2 separate regions of the Sus scrofa genome follow, and region 1 is linked to region 2. Evidence: chromatin contacts called from public Hi-C data. All regions are on one chromosome and are shown on one strand. The core of a region is the stretch at or near the end of the contact, and the rest is flanking DNA. Distances in the headings are between cores, read along the strand shown.

Region 1 (7,295 bases), core at 4,373-6,872, 570 kb before region 2:
TATATCATTTATAGTGAAGGGTACTTCTAGTTTTTTGAAAAATTAGACAAGAGACCATAGACTTTAGCTCAAAATGGAAAGTCATGATATTTTTGAGTGAAAATTTGAATTAGGAAAATGAGGAAGAGACAGGAGGTAGGCATGGGTAGCCAACGTGAAATTATTGTAGAATACGTCATTCTTAATGAATATTTTTGCTTCACAGTATGCCTTCCCAGTACATGTTAGGCTCAGAAATCCTAACAGGCTGTCAAAACTTGGAAAGATAATGTAAATTTTATTTGCTGAATGAAAAATTGAATAAATGGTAGTATAAAACAGAGCATCTCTTAAGTGGCATAGAAGTGGAGTTGGTCTAAGAAGATCATTTTCAAAACCACTTAAATCACATTTTTTTCCCTTAACAAAATATTTCTTTTGCTCTTGACATGATTCTTAAATCCCAAACATAATAAAGAGCAGGCTTATGTGTCATTTGACCAGGGTTCTGGTTCCCTTTCTCTAGTGGTGTCTCAGTTTCACCCCATTGGGTCTAGGATTTAATTTTACCCTCCTTGCAAGCTACTAAGTGACCCTGTTACTGTCTTATGGGTGCTGAAAGCATATGTGAGACTCTTGGGTAGAGAAAAGAATTTTATTATTTGGGGTTCAGCAAGCAGCATGACCATCAGTATGTTTACATCTGTTCATCTTGCCCCAAACTCCATAGGGTTGATATGATATGAACCAGTCGGATGCTTCACACACAGTGGGTTTGCATAACAGTTAAAGAACACTAGATTTAGTGAGTCCCTTCCTTTTATTTTGTTTTCGGCTAACAATCAACTAATAAACTTGCTCTTTGTCCCTAGTTGAGAAATTACCATGTTTTTGAAGGTTGCTTATTGCAAACACAACCCTGAGAAATACCTCAGCAAAAGAAGCACTAGGATCTTGAATTCTGACACATCTAGAAAGACATGTCGGAGCCTCATGGAGGACTCTCCCACCACCACCTTATGGTAGTTTCATCCTCACATTGACTTTCCCAAGTGCAGTCAATATCCATTGCCCCTGACAGCTACCTGGAAAAGTTTTGAGCTTTCCTTTGGTTGGACCATATGTGAGTTAATCACAGGCCTGGGGACTGTCTCTGACTTAGGCCTAGGTTTGTACCCATTCCTGAACTAGTCTCTGTGTTAAGGAGGAAAGATTACTTTGATTGCTTAGATCATCCATGCTGCTGAGGTGGGAAGATCAATTTTACCTACCCAATAGCTACCAATGGGGCAAAATGATAGGAGGCAGACATTACCTAGTTCACATGGTCTCTGAGTGGTATAAATCAAGAATTTTGCTCTATTTAAGGTTTTTCTAAGTCAAATGAAGCAGAGAGAAAGAAATTAGAACTATTTGGTTCTCTTTTCTATGCCTTTATTCTGGGAAATCTTATCTCTTTTTTCATTCTACTGTGAACTGGAGATTGGCATTTGCTAGCTGCCTCTACACGGATTGAATCGTGAGCCACTGCAGCTGCTGACCCTCGACACCCCCTGAAAGGAGCTCAGGGCAGAGATAAGGAGTGAGGCACTCTGTACCTGAAAACAGTTCTTCAAGTAGTTAGATATTTTCAGAAGACTTTATAAGATCCAATTCTTGCATCTCCTGGTATCTAGAAAAGCACTACAATCCTTCACAGTGATGTCTGCTCCTCGTGACTAGCAGTAACCTTCATGAGACTAGCAGCAAACTTCTGTTAAATGTGTGCTTCTGCAGGTACCTCCCCCCTTCATCAAAATCACACATATACTGACATTCCCCACTACCTCTTTGGAGAAGCATTTCAGTGCTATCTAAAATGCTGCTTCCCAGGCTATAGTCTTCATTTTGCCCCAAATAAAATTTTCAGGTGGTGCTTTTCTTTTCTTTTCTTTTTTCTTTTCTTTTCTTTTTTTCTTTTTTAGGGCCACATCTGTGGCATACAGAAGTTCCCAGGCCAGAGGTCAAATAGGAGCTGCAACTGCCAGCCTACACCACAGCAATGCCAGATCTGAGACATGTCTGCAACCCACACCATAGCACACCACAATACCAGATTGTCAACCCACTAAGTGAGGCCTGGGATAGAACCTGAATCCTGGTGGACACTAGTCAGGTTCATTACCTCTGAGCCAAAATAGGAACCCCAGTTACGCACATTTTTAAAGTTGACACTACTCACATTAATTGAGCACCAAATAGGTGTCAGGAAGTATATTAGACTTGGAGATCTAATTCTCAAAAAGTCAGAAATGACCCCTAAACTCACCGAATAATAATCTAGAGAATGATTCACTTTAGACCGTTTAGGATGAGAGAGAAAAATACAGAGTGATGGTAACACATAGAGCAAGTATCTTGAACACTGAAAGGAAGAGTTAGGAAAACCTTCCTGGAGAATATGATATCTAATCCAAAACTAGAAGGATGAGTAGGAATTATCAGGTGATCGGTGTGTGGGTGTGGACTAGATAGCTTGGAAGAATGCCTTAGCAGATGGAAAAACTAAGCAAGTCAGAGAAACTAAACATAGTTCTGTGTGTCTGAATCATAAAATTCAAGGTGAGAGATGAGGTGGGAGAAGATGTGAGGAGCAGGAGGCAGAAATGTTATCTATGTAAAGGAGCTTTAACTTTTCTGAGAAGCCTTAAGGACTTTGAACAGAGGGAAAACAAGGAAGATACTATATTTCAGAAGTCTCACCCTGGCTATAGAATGAAAAATAAACTGAGGGTAGAAACGAGGCTTGGATAGAGGCTAATTAGATTGTTGAAGTCCAGCCCAGAGAAAGAGTAATCATACCAGCAAAAATGGGATGAAGAAGCAAAACTGCAATCTATTTAGAAGTTGGAGCCACAGGTCTTAATGAGTAATTGGATGCACAAAATGAGCATGAAGAAATATATAATGCCTGGAGACAGGATAGCAATGATAAGAACAGCTATTTTGAATTCACACAGGCAAAGGTTCAAACCCTGACCCTATACAGCATCTAAGTATGAGTTAATTACCAGCAAAAGGGAGATACTAATAACTACTTAGCATGGCTGCTTTGAAGATAAATATATAAAAAAATAAAATAGTATGTGTCCAGTTCCTGACACAGAATAAATCTTCAGTAAATTATAGCAATATGTCAGTTCCTGTTCCTATATCTGAAAGAACTGTTTGGATGGAGAAGCTGTTCCTTGAGTGCAGCAGTGAGGAGTGTGCTGGCTGCAAGTTAACAATAAACTGGATCTATAGCAGTTTTTAAAAGTATGAGTTATTGTTATTATTATTATCATTACACAATAAGAGGACTGGAAGTGGATAGCTGTTGGCATTAATTCAGTCAGAACTGGAGTATTTGCTTTTATCCTTGGCTTTACCTCATGGTCACAAGATGGCTGCCCCAGTTCCACCTTCCAGCATCATATTTACATTTAAGTCAGGGTCGAAGGGAACCATGTAGAAGAGAAAGGTAATGGCTTAGTCAATTATCCTGCGATGGGGAACCTAGAAGGAGAAGATAGGATTTGGGGGAGAAATAATGAACTTGATTTTGAATATACTGAGCTTTAGGTTTCTGTGAGCTAGTTGCATAGAAAGAAGTTTAATAAGCAGTTGGATATGCTGGCTTGGAGTTAAGGAAAGGGATCTGGAATTGAGGGGTGGAGGTTAAATTCCCTGGGGTAAATGACAGAACCCATAGAAAGGGAGTAAGGTGAGAAGAGGACCAGGACATAGCCCTGGCACAGAACACCAGCATTTAATGGATTAATTGAAGCCAAGAACTGTTTAAGGCAAGAGAGGAATGGTTAGTGAGGCAAGAGGAGAGCCAAGAGCATGTTGTATCCTGGATGCCTCAAGAGAAAACAGTTTAAGGAGAACGTGGTCAATAATATCAAAGGCTACACAAGAGAAAGACAGTAATAAGATACTGAGAACTTTTCCTTTTGTGGGGACAGAAGCTAAATTGGAGTGGGTGAAGACAAGAGACAGGAGAAAGTAGAAAGAATAAATGTAAAAAGTTCTCTTCTTTTGTTTTCAGAGTTTATATTTACGATGTCACTTGTAAAATTCTTTTTTTAAGGAAAGGTTTTTGGTAAAGTCAATTCACCTTTCTGAAGAGAATCAAATTCGGAGAGTCTGGTCCCCATGACCCTCAAAGGATCTCTTCTGGTGCTAACAGTCTCTGATTACGGATCTTTCTTACTCTAGTGATGAGACACAAATAAAATCCCATGACATGTTTGGGTTCTGGAAGCAGGACTGTGTAACTGATCATTGTCTAATGCTTCCCAGTACTAAAACAGGGAAAGTGTCTGTAAGTCACTGGTCTAGTGCCACAAACTAACTTTCCCAGGCTCTTCTTTATTTAGCTTGTTTTTATGTGGATGAATGTCATGGAAAATAAAAGTATTATGGGAAAATAAAAATGTTCCATTTGTACATTTAGTAGGATGTATTCAGATTTAAAACATTAAAATGTTTTGGACCACATATAAAATCAACTTTTATATTGGACCACCCCGACTCAGAACACATGACGGAAGAACTATAAAAGAAATTTGTCCATGACATAGCATGCAGTTGGCTGACCATGAAGATTTAAGAAGTTTTCTTCTTGTTAAGGAAGAAAGAAAATGAAACATTACTTTAATTTTTAATGAAAATTAAAAATATTCCAGGAGTTCCCGTCGTGGCGCAGTGGTTAACTAATCTGACTAGGAACCATGAGGTTGCGTGTTCGATCCCTGCCCTTGCTCAGTGGGTTAACCATCCGGCGTTGCCGTGAGCTGTGGTGTAGGTTGCAGACGCGGCTCGGATCCCGCGTTGCTGTGGCTCTGGCGTAGGCCGGTGGCTACAGCTCCGATTCGACCCCTAGCCTGGGAACCTCCGTATGCCGCGGGAGCGGCCCAAGAAATAGCAAAAAGACAAATAATAATAATAATAATAAATAAAAAATAAAACAAAATATTCCAAATCGTGCAATTAGATATAGTTATAAGAACGCAGTTTCCAGGAGTAAATCCTTCCTCCCTCTTTTTGTTTGTCTCTTCTTTCTTCTGAACTATAAACACACCAGTTCAGAAAAGTACATTTCAGAGTAAAAGGGTTTTTTTTTTCTTTTAAATAAATGTTTTGCTTTCTTTTATTTTCTCTTCTTATGGGATTAGTTCTGCAGGTTGCAAACAGTAAAAGCTAAGAAAATGAATAATTTAATCCATTTTAACTCCCCTTGTCTGTTTCAATCATCAGTGTGGTAATTCTCAAAACATTTATTTGAGAGAATCTAATCCTCTCGTAGTTGAGTTCTCAGAACTCATATTTTAGGATGTCACTCGTGGCCTGCAGCTTAAAACCTTCATGCGTCCTCTACTATTTATAGAAATATTAAATGGAAGTTTTCCCATTATTCTTTCTTTTAAGGGCTGGGATTTAATCAGGAAGAACTAGAGAACTTTTGGTTCCCCCACCCAGCCCCGCATCTTGCTCAAAATGGGGACCTTTTCTTACGTGTGAGGCTCTTTCGGTTCCCTGAAGGTGGGCTGAGCAAAGGAGCGTGACGCAAGAGTGGGTTGCGTCCTCAATGCCTCTAGCGCCTCCACCGCCTTGTCAGTGATCCCATTAGCGGCGCAAACTCGCAGCAGCTGCGACCCGGCCAGCGGCGGCGGCTGCAGCCCAGTCTCTGTGCGCCCCAGTACTGGTCCTGGGCGGGACCCCGGAGCTGAGTGCACAGCCTCAACCGCACGCAGACTTCGTCTGTCCTTTCAAGCTCTTCATGCTACCCAACTAAAAGAAGAAAATGGGCACGGGGGATTTTATCTGCATTTCCATGACCGGCGGGGCGCCCTGGGGGTTCAGATTGCAAGGTGGCAAAGAGCAGCAGCAGCCCTTACAAGTTGCTAAGGTAGGATCACCGGGCTGGGAAGGAAGGAATGAAAGCAACCTGTTGGGTTTTTCTGGCTCTGATTCAGCAGTCTATATTTAAGTTTGATTTTGATGCTGATTGAATTCTTCTAGGATGTGGGTTTGGTTTTTCTTTTCTTTTTTTTCCCAAACGAACAAAAGAAACAAACCAACCTTTGGAGAGTAACATAGGATGTATGTAATAAACCAGTCGTTAATAGGGGGTAAGAAGGGTGCTGTAATTGTCAGATGAAGAAAAGCCTAGTTAATCAGCTTCTATAGCAACCAGCAAGATACTTGGAAAAGTTTCTTCTAGGCAATATTAGAATATACAGTTGAGTTATTGTTTCATGTCACTTTACTTGGCCGGGCAGAGGAGAAATGCCCAGCTCAGCATAACCAATTAGCTTGGCTATTTGGGGACTCTTATAAAGTATTGGTAGTGACATTCATTATACAACATTCATGGGAAGGCTCATTTGGAGCAATAATTTAAAAAACATGATGGAGAGGTCATAAAATCTACTTGAAAGAATACTCTTTTAAGGATTTGGCTAGTAGATAGAAAAATTCAAGTACTTTCTTCCATCATGCGTATTCTTCTGGCTAATATGCTCAAAATAAAATTCAAAGGCACTGGGAATACACTGTAACTTAGAAGTAACCTTGAGATGCATCTAATAATGATTTTAACTATTTTAGATATTTTTACTTCCATTAGCTTGTGTGTTTCTTAGCTTAACATATTTACCAGTTTGCTTGTGGGGATCTGACATTGTCTAATTGTGATTCAGTTAAAACAAGTCTTAAAATGCATGAAAATAAGAAGGCTTTTACTTTCTTTTAATACTAAATTGAAGTACTATATGAAAGAACGTTTGATTAATTTCCTATTTTATACTTACCTTAAAAATGGATCTAGATCTTTATGAAATATATGGACTCCTAACCTTTGTAGTTATTCTTTTCTTTTGGCTTATTCCTTTTTTTTACTGTTCACTGTGAAGACAGGAGTTTCTTTGAAATTTTCTGCACCCAGAAAACCCTTTCATAATGTGATGGTGGAATCCTGCCACCTAGTGAAAATTTCAAACATCAAGCATGAAGCATAAAACAGGAGATGAAAAGCAGAAATTTTTAGAACTAGAAAATTTCTCAGCGATCACCAGTTCAATCTGCTAATTTTAGATGAGCAAAGAACCCAGAGAAGTTAAGTACCTTGCCTCAGGTCTTCGGCTTGGAACTGGCAGAGTGATTAAAGGGTACAGAAAGCTGGTTTTTCACTGCATTTCTTTAGGAGTCAGTGGCAGGCAACATCAGACAAAATATTAATGCCTAATTCAGTGTATGTAGAATTCAGGAGACTGAAGTGGATTTGTCCT
Region 2 (6,568 bases), core at 1,528-4,027:
AACTCTTTCCATTTATTTCACCAAAAAATGTTACTCTCAAAGTTTTGACAGGCTCTGAAAGTGAAGTGTTTTTATGTATGAGTTAAAAAGCTACCGCCAAACAATCCCAAATGTACGTTTTCAAAGGGAGAGGGAAGAAAAAAGAAAAAGGATATTTATACTGATTTTAAAATAATTTTGTTCTTCCTTAATAATCTGCCCAAAGAACATCTCTAAAGAACACCCTCCCCAACACACACTTAAAATATCAGCCCAGTTCTCCCACCCACTCATTCTATGCGCGATAATTCTATAAGGGCGGAAGGGTGGAAGTGTGCAAGGGTGAAAGGAAACCGGGGACAGATGGCCTCAGAAGGGGTGACCTCCTAAAACTGTTGGCCTCAGGCAATCGATAATTCCAGACCTAGATGGTCTTAGTGCCTGCCTCACCCCAAACTCGCAAAAAAGTGCCCTTTGAAAAGAAACCACTTTGCATTCAGGGTTTATCCTCTGGTCGCTACAGATTTAGTATTTTTTGGAAGGCGAAAGCGAGGGAAAGGATTTTTAAAGGAGGGAGGAGTAATTTAACAGAAAAGATAAGATAGGTCCTCCGAAACCATCGCCTTGGTTAAAAACCCCCTAGAGTGATCAAATCGACACCAACTCTGAATGTTCGTTAAAAGACACAGATAAAAAGAGCTCCAACCAAGACCTAAAGGTAACACATCCTCAGGAAAGTCAAGGAAGACAAAAATGTCATACGGTCTATTTTCAATGAAGCATCGTCCCGCCGGCGTGACCCCGGCGCCACCACCCAGCACCCGGGCCTCACCGTGCCCCCGGGGAAAGTGGGAAGGCCAGGGGATTCTGAAAGAAGTACCTTGTTTTGTCTCCAAAAGGCAACATAGCAAAAGCGGGAAGTTGGAGGTGCAGTGCAGGCGGCCTCTGCGGACCCTGGACTCCTGGAGGCTCCGGGGGCGACGACGTGCCCAGGTGAGGCCGGTGACTCGAAGCCCGCTCCCCTACCACCCCAGTCGCCGCGCCGCCGCCAGCCGCCGCCTGCTTGCCCCGCACTGCGCCGCCCCCTGGCGGGGAGCGCCCAACCGAGCCGCGGCCGTGCGCCGGCGGGTAGGAGCCCAGCGCCCAGCCCCGGCCGGCTCCTCCACCATCACCGTCCCGCGTGCGTCTCCCTCCAGGCAGAGGCGGCCAGCACCCGCTGCCCCCAGTCGGCGACGGTGAAGTTCGGGCCCCTTCCCCCAAAGGAGTGCGTCCAGGAGTCAGCCTGAGTCCGCGCGCAGCAGCCTTGCCCGCGCCCTGGTTTCGCACAAACTTCTCAGGCTTCGAGGCACCCGCCCGCCACGCACTCTCCGCTCCACCCTCCTAGTCCCTGGGCTTCAGCCTCAATCCTCCTCAACTCTCCCTCGAGCGTTTCCCACGCGCGTTTCGACTGTCCGCTGCGCAGCCGCCTCCCAAAGGACAGGCTCCCTCCTCCCTTCCCTCCGCAGAAGCCGCCCCGCGCTTGGCTCCGGACCAAGGAGAGCTGACCTCTAGGGTCGCCTAGGGCCGCACGGGACCTGCCCGCCCCCCCAGGGTCTGCTCTTCGCCGCGCTTCCCCGGCGTCCTTTGTGTGCGCGCGGCAAACCCCACTGCTGAGCCCTTTCGGCGGCGCCGCCTTGCAAGCAAAAAGCAAAGGGAAGGAGGAGCGCGGGACAATCCGGGGACTGGAAGGGGGCAAACGGCGACAGCACTCACTTCGGAGAGGTTCCGGCATGTTGCTGCCTTTGGGCTTTCTCGTGGTCTCGCCCCTACCCGGGCTTCCCCGCCCCGCCAGGGCCGGGGCAAAGGGGGACGGGGGAGGAGCGGAGCCTCAGGGACGGCGTTGGAGATGGTGCTTCCGGAGCTGCAGGGAAGGGGCTCAAAAACTGTTTTAGTTTCGCTAAGGAGATTTAGGGGAACCAGGAGTCTAAAGAAGGGCTGGAGCAAGGCCCGTGAGCGCGGATGTAGGAAAATAATCTTGCTCCCAGGGAATATCAGGGCTACTGGGGTGGGGTGAGGTGGAGTTGGGGGGTCGGCAAGTACATTTTCGTATTTGAACTTTTGTGAACAAGTTAGATTGAATCCGACGCTTGGTTTTTCGACTGTACTCGCCTTAAAGTCGAGGTCTCTACCCTGTAACAGGATCAAGGACCTACTTCAAAAGCAAAGGGCCTGAGAGCGGAGGCTGTTTAATGGGTAACCACAGGGAAAATTCAATAGGGGAGAGAGACCAGCCCCTGGCCACGCTCCATGCCCCGGCCGGGTCTTCCATGGGTCCTCTTCTTACCTGGTGGCTTTCCTAACAAAGTAAGAGAAGGTAAAGTCCCAGTGATCGTCCAGCCACGCTTCGACCGAGTCCTGGTCCCATTGCTGCTGCGGCCGCGCGAAGCCGGGGCCGGCCCGCTCCATGATCAGCGCGGAGCGTCTCTGCGGCTGGGCTGGCTGGTGCTGGTTTTCCACCCCAGCTGGGGTCCCTCCCTCGGAGGAGCAGGACTCTGTCTCGAGACCCTCCTCCTTTGCCCTGCTCCAGTCAGGCCGGCTTTCGGCGAAGCTGCTCAGGAACCGGGCCAGCCTTCTGCCGCGCCCCGCCTCTCCCAATCCTCACCGCACTCAGGTGTGGCGGGCGGGGCTGGGTGCAGCAGCCCCGCGCCTTCCCAGGGGTCTGGCCCAGACTGGCTCTCGAAGTCTCTCGAGTCCCCAGATTCCAAGGCTGCCGCGGCGGCGACTGGCGAGCTCTCCGGAAGCCAAGTGGCCAGAACTAGAGGAGGAGGCCACGCGGCCGCTGGGGTGCGCTGTGTGCTGAGCGGGCTCCAGAAGAGCGCGCAAAGGTGACTGTGGGTGTGTTCGCTGAGGGTCCCACTCTAAGAAAGGGAAAGTCGCCTTGTGGGGACCAACCCCAAGCTCAGAAAGCAGTAGCTGGGGGGATTTGAGCCCGAAAAGTGAGAGGTGGTGATAGCCAGGACGCTTTTTCTTAGGCCTGAGAGAACAATCGTTGTCCCCCCTCGCTTTCCGCCAGCCCAGCGCGTGGCAGGAGCGGGTACCCACCTTACTAGAAGGCCAGCCAGCGCAATGGCCCAAAGCACCCCAGGTAACGACGGGGCCAGTTAAGGAGATGTGGCGCATGTGGCGCGTGTGTCACCAAAATAGAGTTGCGGGTCCTGGTGGGTTATTTCCAACATAGCCATTCCTGTGCTTAATTTGTTAATAATAGTAACAACAATAACTATAAATCAGATGTTTTTGCATCAAAGGCTTAATTTACTTTAATCTCCCTTTCCTGACTGGAAAAAGATTTTTTGGAAAAAGAAAACGGTAAATTGAAGTACAGTAATCACGGATGGTTTGTGCATGAAGTCAGAAAACAGGGGCATCTCCATACAATTCAGTTAACTTGAGAGTACAGGCACTACCCAGGTACAGTGCAGAGCAGCCAGTTAGCCCAATTTTAAATTAATTGATTCGTACTGATTGAAACTAATACATACACACTGTGAAAAAAGTATCTGTTTAAAAAGGTTCAGTCTTCCAACACTGATTTGTCTTATACCTACCATATTTTACAAAAAAGAATTGGTGTCTTCCTTTGCTTTATCCTCATTCCCATCTCCCTGTCCCGAATTTGGAGTTTTAATATGGTATTTTGCAGTGACCTAATTTTTTTGGCAGAATTAAATCTGGAGCCTTGTGTTTCACAACGTGTGAACGACACCATTAGCAGTGATATACCAAAAGTGATTTAGCTGACATACTTTTAACAAACTCCTTTCAAAATATTCTTGGCAAGAATGTAAGACATTACTCACTACATAGAAACACATAATTAAATAGATAATATGAGAACTTTAAAAAAATGTCTTCTAATCCCTCAATGCAATGGTTTACACTTCCTGCATTAAATAATTTTCCTTTTATAATTTCAATTTCTCTGAAATTTTACTGTGGAATGCAGGTAGCCACAAACTAATTTTAAAAAAAAGCAAAGGAGAGGTGAAATAATGCTTGATAAATTTTATCAGATTTTAAAATGTTATTTCTCTTCTGATTTGTTACTATGATAGTGATTAGAGTGTTGATAAACTAGAGACTTTTTCCTCAGTGCTCAGTTCTTCCCTGTGGAAATCTATGCATTTCTTCTCTCAGGAGGTCAATGATAATTTAAAATTCTACTTACCTACTAATGGAGTGAATTTTTGCCTTGAATCATTTGCAGTGGTTGGCTACCTTGATTAAATAAACAAGCACTATATGTCCATATGTCCTTTTTGTCTCCTATTCTGAAATGGTTAAATTATCAGAAATCAGGAAGGCTTCTGAAAAATTTGTGCAAGAAAAACAATGCATGGATTCTCCTATCAGTGAGCCTCAATTCTGTGTGGTATAGATGGTGGGTTGGGGGTTACTGTAAAGGCCTGTTATCTGAGGTAAGCATATCACCAGAGATTGGGGAATGAGGCATTTCAGCCTGTTCTAGACTCTAGAAAACTCAGATAAAACAACACCTCTTGAAACTTTAAAGTACTTAAAGGTAAGCATATTTTGAACTGGTCTCATGCTGGCCTCTTGTTTCCTAGCTCCATTTTATTCTCAACCCCAATTTGCTTGATTATTTTATATATGTTTAACTTACTGGTATGGATTGCCCAAGGCATCTTGAATCTTGTTTTAGAATAAGTCGAAAATGAGTAAGTAATAAACACAACCAGGAAATAACTTGAAAAATGATATTAATGCTACTTATGACAAATAAACATGCAACAACTTAACAGAAAGCCTCCAATGGATTCCCACTGTACTAAAATAAAGCCCAAACTTCCAACATGGCTTATAAGGTTCTGCATGATTTGACTTTTATCTATCTCTTACTGCTGAAGGCACTGGTCATACAACCAGGAAAAAACAAACAAAACCTTTTCCAAAAAAAGAGAACACAAATTTTAAGTCATGACATCTTTCCTGCCTTGCCTTTTTTAAATCTTTTGTTTCCTTGCAGCAAACCTGTATATTCTAGGAAAAAGAAAATTGAGTACCTATATTTGCACATATAATGGGATCTAGGTTTCTCATTTTGACATTGAAATGGAATTGAAAGTTAAAAATCAATTCTGTATGTGTGTGTGCACATCGTAAGGGGAAATCCTACATGACAAAGAGATATAGGCAGTTTCTAAGAGCTGTTGCCAGCCTCCAGCCTCCAGCCTCCAACCTCCAAGGAGCTCCAGCTAGCCAGGAAATAAATCCCCCAGTCTTATAACTGCAATTCTGCTGGGGTGAGCTCAGAAGCAGATATTTCCCCAGTCAAGCTTCAGATTAGAACACTTTCCTAGCCATTAAGTTGATTGCAACCATGTGAGATGCTAAGCAGAAGACATCTTCATAACTGATATCATATTAATATTGAGTCCTAGAATCTATTAACATAGTATATCTATCCGTTTATTCTGGTCTTTTAAAATTTCTTCCAGCAACGCCTTGTAGTGTTTATTTTTTTTTTTCTTTTTGCAGCTGTACCTGTGGCATACGGACGTTCCAGGGCCATGGATCAAATCAGAGCTGCAGCTGCAGCCTGTGTCACAGCTGTGGCAACAGTGGATCTGAGCTGCATCTATGCCACAGCTTGCAGCAATGCCAGAACCTTAACCAGCATTAAGTGAGGGAGGGGATCAAACCTGCATTCTCACAGAAACAACTTCAAGTCCTTAACCCACTGAACCACATGGGAACCCTGGCCTTGTAGTTTTTAGTGTACCTGTCTTGCATGTATTTTATTAAATTTATCTCTATATATTACAGCTCTGTTTCTGAGAGATAATAGAAGCAATGACATTCACTTGGAAGTGAGTACATTTAGTACCCAGATTTGACTTCTAAATTCCATTCTCCACTTTAAAAGAAACCAGGAGTTTCTGGAGAAAAGATTTCCAGGTCTGTGACAGGGGAAGTACAAACCGTGCCTGTAAGATCTTGTTTTATTGGAAAATAAGAAGGGCTTAAAAATGATGCCAACATGTCAGAACAACAGAGGACATTTCTGAAAGGAGCTTTCAATGGAAAAATCTCAAGCAAATGGAATATCAAAATATATATTGATGGTAACAAATTAGAAGTCATTGATTTGGAACTGTGATTCTATACTGATATAAACAACTAGATAAATAAATAGAAGAGAAGGGAATGTTCCTTACAGTAAAATGCCAACTAATAAATAAAAAAGGAATCATGTAATTAGAAAAATCATTAAAATGTATGGGTATATGTATGGTTGAATTAGCTTGCTGTACAGCAGAAATTAACATGAAATTGTAAATTAACTATACTTCAATAAAATTAAATTTAAAAAAGAAAATCATTAATGGTTGATAAAATATATTAATGAGAATTTATTGATGGGTAGGATATTTACATAGCTTAAAGTATCTCCTCAGGTTTATCACTTACCATGGGAAAATAGTATCTTTACAACAACGAGACCTTATGGATATCTCTCTAACCAAGTGATCAATTTAATATCACTTATATTGGGACAAATGAACAGTACACACCTTTTAATAGAATA

Evidence for each region. A called contact is a pair of places that touch in the nucleus more often than the background predicts.
Region 1: a Hi-C map of heart right ventricle shows a contact between it and region 2, with 3 times the contacts expected there. The contact joins the promoter of SYNPO2 here to the promoter of PDE5A in region 2. A contact is called at or near these places in 1 of 47 Hi-C or Micro-C datasets (heart right ventricle) and 1 of 2 datasets of contacts at active chromatin or transcription factors (skeletal muscle).

What each region holds. Positions count from the first base shown.
Region 1 is chr8:104,842,496-104,849,790 of Sscrofa11.1, reverse strand. SYNPO2 (synaptopodin-2) reads left to right here and starts at 5,622. Exons shown (of 5, transcript XM_021100699.1): 1 at 5,622-5,914. The coding sequence starts at 5,810. All of the region lies in intron 3 of SEC24D (protein transport protein Sec24D), which reads right to left.
Region 2 is chr8:104,267,067-104,273,634 of Sscrofa11.1, reverse strand. It overlaps PDE5A (cGMP-specific 3',5'-cyclic phosphodiesterase), which reads right to left and starts at 2,777. Exons shown (of 22, transcript XM_021101648.1): 1 at 2,303-2,777. The coding sequence starts at 2,424.